Linked DNA regions of Mus musculus: region 2 is linked to region 1. Evidence: chromatin contacts called from public Hi-C data. All regions are on one chromosome and are shown on one strand. The core of a region is the stretch at or near the end of the contact, and the rest is flanking DNA. Distances in the headings are between cores, read along the strand shown.

The links. A called contact is a pair of places that touch in the nucleus more often than the background predicts.
Region 2: a contact with region 1 is called in a Hi-C map of CD4 T cells, with 3 times the contacts expected there. The contact joins two enhancer-like sites. A contact is called at or near these places in 12 of 39 promoter capture datasets (the 3T3-L1 cell line, the C10 cell line, the HPC-7 cell line and 7 more), 2 of 484 Hi-C or Micro-C datasets (CD4 T cells and bone marrow-derived macrophages), 15 of 115 datasets of contacts at active chromatin or transcription factors (the 230-238 cell line, the SCID.adh cell line, T-cell acute lymphoblastic leukemia and 8 more) and 3 of 9 other capture datasets (adipose tissue, embryonic stem cells and liver).

Annotation. Positions count from the first base shown.
Region 1 is chr12:100,162,783-100,167,981 of GRCm38.p6, forward strand. No RefSeq gene overlaps it. Among named protein-coding and RNA genes, the nearest start is that of Nrde2, 5.7 kb to the left of the region's middle. Within about 2 kb of position 2,544, at least 40 of the 459 cell types and tissues checked have an H3K27ac peak or open chromatin away from gene starts, as enhancers often do.
Region 2 is chr12:100,541,603-100,546,801 of GRCm38.p6, forward strand. No RefSeq gene overlaps it. Among named protein-coding and RNA genes, the nearest start is that of Ttc7b, 23 kb to the left of the region's middle. Within about 2 kb of position 2,744, at least 9 of the 459 cell types and tissues checked have an H3K27ac peak or open chromatin away from gene starts, as enhancers often do.

The sequences.
Region 1 (5,199 bases), core at 1,294-3,793:
ACTGACTTCACTGATCCTTACTCTAGCTTCCACGTGTAAACTCTGGGTATTTCCAGGGCGGGTGCCAGGGATTTCTCAACATAAACCAGAAATGGTTTCAGATCACCGATTGGCTCTATGGATATATGGCTAAGGGAAGAAGTGCGGTAGTTATTGTTATCAAGACCTCTGAAACCCATGACATCACATAGGTGACAGCGAGACCCCCATACCTGTTGCCAAGGCAGCAGCCACCATATTCACAGAATCCACTTGGCTCACCTCCCACCTTTACCTGTGACTATGTCACCATGCATATATAGAGAAAGGCCCCTCTGATCTCTCGATCTCTCTCTCTCTCCTTCCCTCCCCCCCCCTTCTCTTTCCACTGCCACTTTGCCCTTCTCTCTCTCAATAAACCTCACGTGGAACTGTTTGGCCTGGTGTGGTCTTTCTGGAGCTGGGAGACGATCACAACACTAGTAGCCACCCAGTGTGCGTGCAGAGTACAATGGCCCAGAAGATGAGGAAACTCAGCCAAGCAGAGAAAAAAAAGGAAAGGCCAGGTTCGAGTTGAAGAAGACCCCAGTGGTTTTGAACTGCTACTTCTTGATGCCCCTGGAACCCAGCCTCACTTCTGTGTGTTTGCTATAGAAAACCACCGAATATACTTATTTTTCCCATTTGGGGAATCAAATTCAAGTTCACTTTCTATCACTGCAACCCAAGGGTCTTAGAAACAGAACAAGTGAGTAAATTTCCACATGCTGGGTCATGGTCCCAGAATCTGGTCCTGTTCCCGGTCAGTTGGAATGATGACCTCTAAGCTGGTCTACTCAGGCTAGGCCAAAATCAGACTCCCTTTCATCTTTCTGCAAAAAAGAATCCACACTAACTCAGGGAAACTGGAGGAACAGGTCTATCTGCCCACTCCATCCTAAGGAATTTTTTGTTGGTCCCTATGAAGAAAACAAAAATATGCCCTTGGGAAACCAGAGCTAACAGCAAGAAAATAAAGGTCTGGATCTGTTTCAGCATGTGGAGGGGAGTGGGGGCAGGTTGAGGGTGGAGGGGAGTGGGGGCAGGTTAGGGGTGGAGGGGAGTGGGGGCAGGTTGGGGGTGGAGGGGAGTGGGGGCAGGTTGGGGGTGGAGGGGAGTGGGGGCAGGTTGGGGGTGGAGGGGAGTGGGGGCAGGTTGGGGGTGGAGGAGATTTTGCTTCTTACCTAATTTGTTTTCTTTGGAAGCAGTGTGTGTGTGTGTGTGTGTGTGTGTGTGTTTGGTGGGGGGTGGGTCTAAGATTGAAAAGTTGTGGGTTTTTTTTTTTTATTCAGATTTATTCTATTTTATACAGATGTGTCTGACCTGCTCGTTTATATGTGTACCACATGTGTACAGTTGCCCATGGAGGCCAGAAGGAGGCATCAAATCTCCTGGATTTGAATAGCCTGATCTAGACACTAGACATCTACAAAATCAGCTAGTGTTCTTAACCACTGAGCCATCTCTCCAGCCCAGGAAAGATGTTAGGTTTTAGTGGTCAGATACAATTCCTAAGATCATTCTTTGGTTAAATCTATAAATAAATGCATAATTTAAGATTCACACAGTCTACATTCTGTCTAAAATGAAAAAGGTTTTGAGAAGCCCCTCAGAAATACACAGAAAGAACCCAACCTGGGTCCTCTGTAAGAGCAGCAAGTGTTCTCAACTGCTGAGCCATCTCTCCAGCCCCAATGTGTATTTTTATAATTATACCCGTGACTATTTTTCCTCTTAATGTTTGGAGCATCTCAGTTCCTCACTGAGGAACCTCATAAACATGTAGTAGAGAAACCATTATACTTCATTCAAAGGATAGGCCCATGATCCACTTACCCAGTTCCCTCTGGCTAGATATTTAGCAGAATCCACTTCTTGTATCATCTCACCTTTGTTATCTAAGATTTCTCTAAAGTGTTCAGTGGTCCCAACAGGCATAAGATCTCAAGTGATAACTTGCCCACCAGTATTCTGGGGAGTACTTGTAACGCTGAAGTGATGGATGGTTGCTTCCCTGGTGCCCTAAGTGATAAAATGCACAACCAAGGACAGTAAGATGAGACTTCCTCAAAGACAAACAATTTCAAGTAATAAACCTGAGGCTCTGTATATACATTCCAGAAAGGTTCTGACTGCAGCCAATAGCACTCTGCATATACATTCCACAAAGGTTCTGACTACAGCCAATAGCACGCAGAGGCTTCTCCACAGGAAGTCCTGGCCTGAAGAGTGAAGTGCAAAGATGGTCCTCGTCAGAAGACAAACTCGTGATACATTTCTATTGAACACCTCATTTGCAATTGTGGAATCAGGTAACATTTCACCTTAGAAAATGAAGTGGGCATTCCAGTGCGCCAAGAGAGGCACCTGGTTTTGCAAACAGAAAACTATGGAAAGAAGCAGAAATTAAGACCAACAACTTCAGAGTATCAGAAAGACAGAAGCCACTGTCTGCTCCACATCAGGTTAGTTTCAGATTCCTTTGTTGGTAAAGATCAAAACAGCGCAAGTGTTGTGGTCGCATGAATTGAAACTGGAAATCTGATCTCCTCCTGACTAAGTCTTCAGAGGCACACTTGAGTTTGATGGTACAGTGTTTTAGCACACATGACTCCATTTTGATTCTTGGTTTAGTCCTCTGGGGGGCAATGCAGAAGCTTAGTCCAAAACTGCGATGACCTATAGTGTTTCTATGACATCTATGAATAAACAACAGTTTAAAAGCAGCACGGGAGAGGTAGAAACGGACCACCCCTCTGGAAGACTCTACAGAGGAAGAGCCATTTAACTGGGTCTTAAATTGTGAGGCATTTACTAAATAGGTAAATGAAAAAGACAAATGAGGAAATGGTGTGTGCAAAATTTCAAGTGTGCTCAAGGGTCCTCAGGGCAGACTGTGGCTGAGGTGACACGAGAGGGGCTGTAAAAGCCTGGAAGAATAGCCGGGAGGAGGGCCTAGATACTCCTGACGCTGTATAACAGAGAGTGTAGGGGCTTGAGAGATGGCTCAGTGGTTAAGAGCACTGGCTGCTCTTCCAGAGGACAGGAATTCAATTCCCAGCATGTACATGGCAGCTCACAACCATCTGTAATTCAAGTTTCAGGGAGTCCAACATCCTCTTCTAGTCTCTCTGGGCACGCCTGTATGTATGCAGGCAGAATATTCATACACATACCTTAAAAATAATAAATAATAAAAACAAAAATAATAAATGAATGAATGAATGAATAAATAAATATTTGTTGCCCCTAGGGGGAAGAAACATTAAACCCTTCAAATTCCCAAGTAATAAGATGGGAGAATAGGTAGGCCTTGATCGTAGCTAAGTTTAAGCTAACAACATCCTGGGAGGGGGAAGGAGGCCATTCCAGGAAGACCAGCTATGGGCTTGCACTGAAGAGGTTACTGGAGACTGACTCCCATCATGTCTGAGTAATGAAAAAACCAAATGAACAATAAGCCAAGAAACTTCCAGAATACGGCTGACTGAGCTTCCTAAGCAGGCAGAAGCTGCTGCGGCAGGAATGGTACATCTCAATTCCACAGGAAGGGGGCACACAAGCTCCATGTTAGGGACCCTGACAAAACTCACCCTCTGAGTCTTCTCATTTGGCTGATCCTGACGTCTAACATTTGTAATAAGACTGTAAGAGTAGACACAGTCATGAATATGCATGAGAGATTGGCTCCAGACTCTCCATGGATATAAAAAACAATGGAAGTCCCACTTAGGATGTATATGCCATTTCCACATAACCTACACACATCCTTTGGTATTCTTTGAATCCATCCAGACTACTTGTAATACCTAGGACACAGCCAGCCAACTACAGAGGCCACTTTCTGAATCCTGCAAGATTTTCTAGCAAATTATTGAATCCAGGCAGGTGTTAGGATCCCCAAATTTGCAGCCCTTTGTGTGTGTGTGTGGGGGGGGGTGCATGTGAATGCAGGTGTCAGCCGAAGCCAGAGGTACCAAGTCCCTTGGAGCAGAGTTACAGGTGTTTGCCAGCCAGCTGACGTGGGTACTGGGACCGGAACACAGGTCCTTCACTCTTAACCTCTGAGCCACCTCTCCAGCTCTTGATTCATATGTTCTTTTTAAAAGGTAAGAAGCCAGATCTCAAATCAGGACTTTCAAAGTCAAAGACCTCAGCAGTGAAAAATCATGTGATAGTGACTGTTATTCCAGCATAAAAGCAATCCTCTGCCTCATTATTGATGCTGACGTCATCGGACCTTCATCACGCAGCTTGAGTGGCTTGGGCCGGAAGAACCAGATCTTTCCTTGGTAGATTAAAAGGCGGCATGGAAGATGGAAGCCTGCCCGGTGCTTGTTCACAAGCCTCAGATGTTTAGTTAACTGATTCATGGGAGCAGGTTTTCAATGTCTCTCAAGAACACCAAGCCGCCGATTCCAGCTTCTGCCATCCCTACAGCATATGTCTGCATAATCTGTGGGGGATTCTACAGAAGATGCTGATCATGGCTTCCTCCATGACCTTCCAGTTAATTATCACTACTGAATCTTTAATGCTTTAAACATATACATCGCTTATTTTGCTTCCAAATCAGTGGCTTAATAAATGCCAACACACACATTAAAGTATATTAATCTTTCATATAGTTTTGAGTAGTCAAAAGTATATTAAACATTAAAATAAAATTAATTTCCACCTTCTCATTCTTAAGCTGCTGGCTAATGTCATTTTTAAAGCATGCTATCATGTTCTATGAATTGACATTTTGCTATGAATTAATGAGCTCGTATTTATTTACTGCCTCTGGTGTTACCCATTATGTTTTCAGTTGTTATAGAACACCATACATCATACTGTGAAAACCCAGGCAGTCAGATGAACTGTGATGGGTGGGGTCATGTACTAATGACAAAATGTACTAAGGTGATATCTTGAATATGCCAGGCAGCCTTGCTGGGGTCCATGATGGTGGGCTTAGGGGGAAAGCTAGCCCTCCTGCCCTTGAAGAACTGAAGGCCTGGTACCATGGTGCAAAAATCAAGACTCCCTAGAGTCTAAAGAACTGGCCAGAGGAGCTGGGATTTTGGGAGCTCTGCCTTGCATCCCTTGCAAACTTTTATAACTGTCAGGATGGCTATAACGGTCCACACCAAGACGGTGTGGCCAGGCAATCATTGTCTTTGACTATTTAACTAAGCC
Region 2 (5,199 bases), core at 1,494-3,993, 380 kb after region 1:
GCCACTCAAAAATTTAGTTCTAATTTTATTATATGGTAATATATTCACATTAATATCTTATGAAAAAACAATCTACAGTTTGAAAAAAATCTATTTATATTTGCTATTAAAAGCACTCTGAAAAATTTAAAACCTATTTTGTTCTCTCCAAAACAGTTTATCATTGCCTCCTCCAGAAACTAATGTTATATCATGTGACGTCTCAATCAGGGGATAAAAAGATCTTTGAGTTCAGTGTTACACTGATAAACTTTTTTAGGTGTTATGAATATAAATTAACCAAGCTAAAGACATTTGGGGGCTGGAGGTGTGGATCTTGTCTCAAACACAAAGACCCGGGTTTGTGTTCTCACCTCTAGCACTGTTTTTAAAAACTGGTAAATGTTGGAGTTATGAGAGATAAGAAAGATATTTCTGCAACTTTTAAAAGTATTTTGATTGCTTGAAAGGTCAGTGCTTCGAATGGCTTTGTGAGTATGTAACAGTTCAGTTAGCTGGTGCAGCTGAACATGCCTTTGAGAGCATCAGAAAACACAGGATCTAGAGTCCAGGAAGCCCACACCAAACAGGGACAGAGCTGAAAGGGGAATCCAGTGCTCTCATTAGGGCAACTAGCTCTCCGGATTAACCACGAGAGCAGGAAGCTGGATGTGTCAACAGCAACACACAACACTCTGGTCTGTTAGGTACTGGGAAAACATGGGCCCCTTCCCTCCAGCTAGAATACTGGTGTCATCTATAAGAGACTATTTTGTCCCCAAATGTGGTTATATCATGTTAATGAGGGCTGGGTGACATTCTTCAGTCAGGTGTTCTTGTTTGGGCCATTTCTCAAGTGACTGTATTTTTTCTAGAGGTTTTGTTGTCGTTTTGCAGAGTTTTAAAAATTAAAATGAAGGTCAGACTCCTCCGGTTTTCAGTTATTTGGGAAGTGGCAGGGGAAGGCTCCCCGAGGCTCAGGTGTTAAGAGGCCACTCTGGACAGCACATCTCCCCCCAAAGCAATCATTTCAAATGTGCCACTCAGATGTTTTAGAGTATGCACAACACCGTAAACTATTACAGCTACCTAGTCCCAGACCACCTCATCACCCCATGCCCTGTTCCCTCATTCAACAGTCTAAGTGGTCACCCCCATTTCCCACTCCCAGTGGTCTGTGGGAATCACAGACCTTCCAACATCTGTGGATCTAGATTCTGCATCTTTACTCTAAATGGCATTACGCAGTGTGCGGGCATTTGTGCTTTGAGAGCCACCTTTCCAAACACCAAGCCTCGGGTGCTCAGGGCTACTGCTCGGCCCTTGAAATGCATCTTAAGAGTTTTTAGAACTACCACATATAATGAAATTCTACTTTTTTTGACTGGCTTTTACCACGTGAAAACGAACTATAATCAGTAGTACAAACTATTAGGTGGCTGTGTAGAATCCTTCCTTACCTGGCGTGCACAAAGGCCCAGAGTTCAAGCCCCAGCAATACAACAATTACCTTTTGACCCTGTGTTTGGAGAAGAAAGATAATTCTTTTTTAGATTTTTCCTTTTTTCCCCCCGCTTCCTCTCCTTTCCTTTTCTTTCAACGGGGTCTCATTTAACTCAAGCTGGTCTCAAACTCACTTAAGTGGATGAGAAAATCATTCTTTAGCATTCCTAATAATAAGATTTATTTATTTTATGCTTATGAGTATTTTGATAACATATTTGTCTATGGATCATGTGTGTGCCAGGTACCCTCAGAAGTCAGAGAGGATTGGACTCCCTGGTACTAGGTTTTACAGATGGTTGTGAGCTGCTATGTAGATTCTAAGAATTGGCTCCTCTGTAAGAACAAGTGCTCTGAACTGCTTAGCTATCTCTCCAGCCCCTGCAATGAGGAAACTGGTCTCACGATCCTCCTGCCTCCACCTCCCAGGTGCTGAGATTAAACGTGCAGACACTCCAGAGTGAATGCAGTTTTTGAAGGAAGAAAGAATAAGAAAAAACAGTGAAACACTTCAGGTGACTGAAGTGTTTAATAGTGGTATGCACCCAGCATGCATTTTTTTTTCTTGATAACGCTGACATTTAAGCTATTCTGGAAGACTGACTTGAGAACACCAAACCACTTTTAAGCATCTTGATACATTTAATGAGGGCTTAGTCACCTGTGAAATGTTTTTCAAAAACTGAAGTTAAAATAAGAAGCCTTAGAGTACTGATGATCAGGTCTCACAAAAAATGAATTCCTTCCAGAGATTTCTTTGCTCTCCATAAATTTGTTCCTATGGGTTTCATTACTTTTTTTCCTTGTTTTAAAACAGTGGTGTGTGTGTGTAGGGGGGGGGGGAGGGGGGGTTTATGTGTGTTCGTGTGTGGTATGTGTACTGTATGTGTGGTGTGGTGTGGTGTGGTGTGGTGTGTGTGTGTGTGTGTGTGTGGTATGTGTAGTGTATGTGTGGTGTGGAGTGTGTGTATGTGTACACATGGAGGCCTAAGCTAACTGGAAGCTGAAAGAATTGGCCAGAGGTCTTGGCAGCTCTTGGTGCTGAGCAGACAAATGTGCGAATTCAGGATCATTATGGTAAAGTGGCCCCGATAAATACCCCAGATTTTCAGTTGGGCCAATTGAAACCCATAGCAGCCAATTGCTAGGAGTAACAGCTACGTTTAGTATGTAAGCCCCAATTCACCCAAACTCCAACCCCTGATGCAGTCATGATGCTCTGCCTACATTTCATGTAACAGCCAGAAGAAAATGTAGCGCTCATAGAGATCATATAACCCAGAGCTTCTGTGATCTTAAAACCACAATGTAAGATGCTTGATCAGCTCACGAGGCAAGCCAAAAAACAAGAGGAAGCGACTGAAACCTAAGAGAAAATGTGGACAACAGAAACAACCAATATGAGGTAATTCAATCTGATCTCTTCTTTTCTGAGAGCTGAGATAATTTTAATAAATATGTTCAAGAATATAAAAAAAGGAAGAATGGGAATTCACTAGGGACTTGGGTATATGGAAGAATCAACGAGTATTTTAGACCTTGACATAATATAGAAAATTAAATTTCAAGTTCAATAGACATAGGAGAAGAGAGACCCAGTGAACTAGAAGACAGGTTGGTAAAAATAGGTTTAACCACAGGGGAAGAGGATGGAAAAAATGGGGAGATAATTTGTAACATGTCTCAACTTTCTCCCTCCCATCTAGCTAGAGAAAAGAAAGATACTTTCTCTTTGAAATAAGACTTAGAACTGACTTTGCCACAGATTTTAAGGAATGTAACAGTATTTTAAAAGTGGCAAACCTAGGACTGCATATTCAGCAGTACACTTCAAAAATAAAGGCAACACTGAACTGTGCATTTTTAGTGTTTGATTCCTGCTGTTAATACATTGTATCCCAACAAAGGTGTTAGGAAAAATAAAAGCAAAATATTTAGAAAAACAAAAACCAAGAGAACATAGCGAAGGCAGGTCTGGCATTAAAAGAAGCACTGTGTCATATAATGAAGTTTTTAAAGTCAAGGACAGACCACATATGACAATGATCCTGTAAGAGGATACAAGGTAGTGATGTCATAGCTGTCTTCTGTCAAAAATGCTGATTTTTGCATGATGTGAACTCATCTATCTTTAAACTCATCTTAGATTTGTTTTCACGTTTAATTACATGTCTGTGTATGGGTATGTCCACCTAAGTGTGAGCAGCAGGGGGCCTGAGGCACTGGGTCCCCCTGGAGCTAGAGTTATGGTGCCTGTGAGCTGCCTAATATAAAAACTACAGTCCTGGGCAAGAACCCTGTGTACTTATAACCACGGAGCTGTCTCTACAACCCCACCTGACTCCGTTTCAAAAAGAATGCTCCAGACAGAAAAGATAATCTCAGATGGAAATACAGAAGAGTGAAACAGAATGGAGAGCAAAAAGGAGACAATCAAACATCAATAAAATATAGGCTTTAAAAATACATAATGCAAAACCTTGTATTTAAAAGAAGAGGGCGTAAGACAAATCTGAGTCAAGGAGGAAGTGGGACACATGGAAAACGAACGTTAATATGGCGGACTTAACACCAACCGTCAGTGATCACATCAGCTACAAACAGTTCCGGCATGCTTCCATTAAGGGTCACTTTTCCACACACATACAAAAAAAAAAATCCCCTTCTCACTGAGGCCAGGTAGGGGCTCATCACTGTACAGACTTATTAACTTGAAGATGGAAAAGTGATGCAAGAGAAAGCACACATACCAAGTGTGGGAACAACATAACTCCAGTGTAGTCAAGCAAGCCAGTGTCGTGGAGAGGAAGGGGGTCATCTGATCTAAGGCAACTGGGCTCTGGCTCCCAATTATCCACACAGAACCAGAGGAAAGTCACTCTTTTTCCTTCCTCCTTTATCTTTTGGTGAGATGGATTCTTAACTTGTCAAAAGCTGTGAAAGAACAGTTTTATCACTGATCTCAGCTTCAATTATTCTCACTAAGTTTTCCACCCCACACCGGCGGTGTGTGCCACCTCTGAGAGAACTATGCCAGCTGCACCTGGAGCGCCAACCTTAGGAATTCCTCCTCTGCGTGTACATGTGGTTTCCTCTCACACAAGTCATGCCAGTGAGGCTTCTAGAGCTGCTTCCCCCAACCTTGGTACTTAAGGATTCAGGTTTTAAGTCCACAGCATCTGTTGTCCTTCTCTCTCACCAAGAGACTATGTGCATTATTATGTCCTAAGTGGTCCTTTCACCCATGCTCGTAGTCTCAGCCAGCCGGACGACAGGAGTAGAGCACCTAAGGGAAACTGTGAAGAATGCAAATACTCACCACAGTCGTGAGTATTTAGTGAAGACAGCTGTCACATAATCATTCCTGCAGGAGGGAGGGGCTCATTTCTATACAACCACCCTCATAAACTGAAAACAATCACTGGAGGCAAAATGTTAGGTACTTTAATCTCACTGGGTTTTAAAGCAGAGCAAACTACATAAATGATAATTTCCAAATCTGTCTACAAGAAGAAATGTCAGAAAAATCAAGCCACGTTATTTTTTTTCAAAATGTGCTTACATTAAAAAAAAAAAACATTGGATTTCAAAGCAAAGATTTAAAAACCTTCTTAATGTACAAAGGGACAAGAATAAAACTGGATTTTCAAAATAGAGGAATTTTTATAAACACCTGAGTTGCAAAGTGTCATGCAACCCAAGAGGCTGAAGTAAACA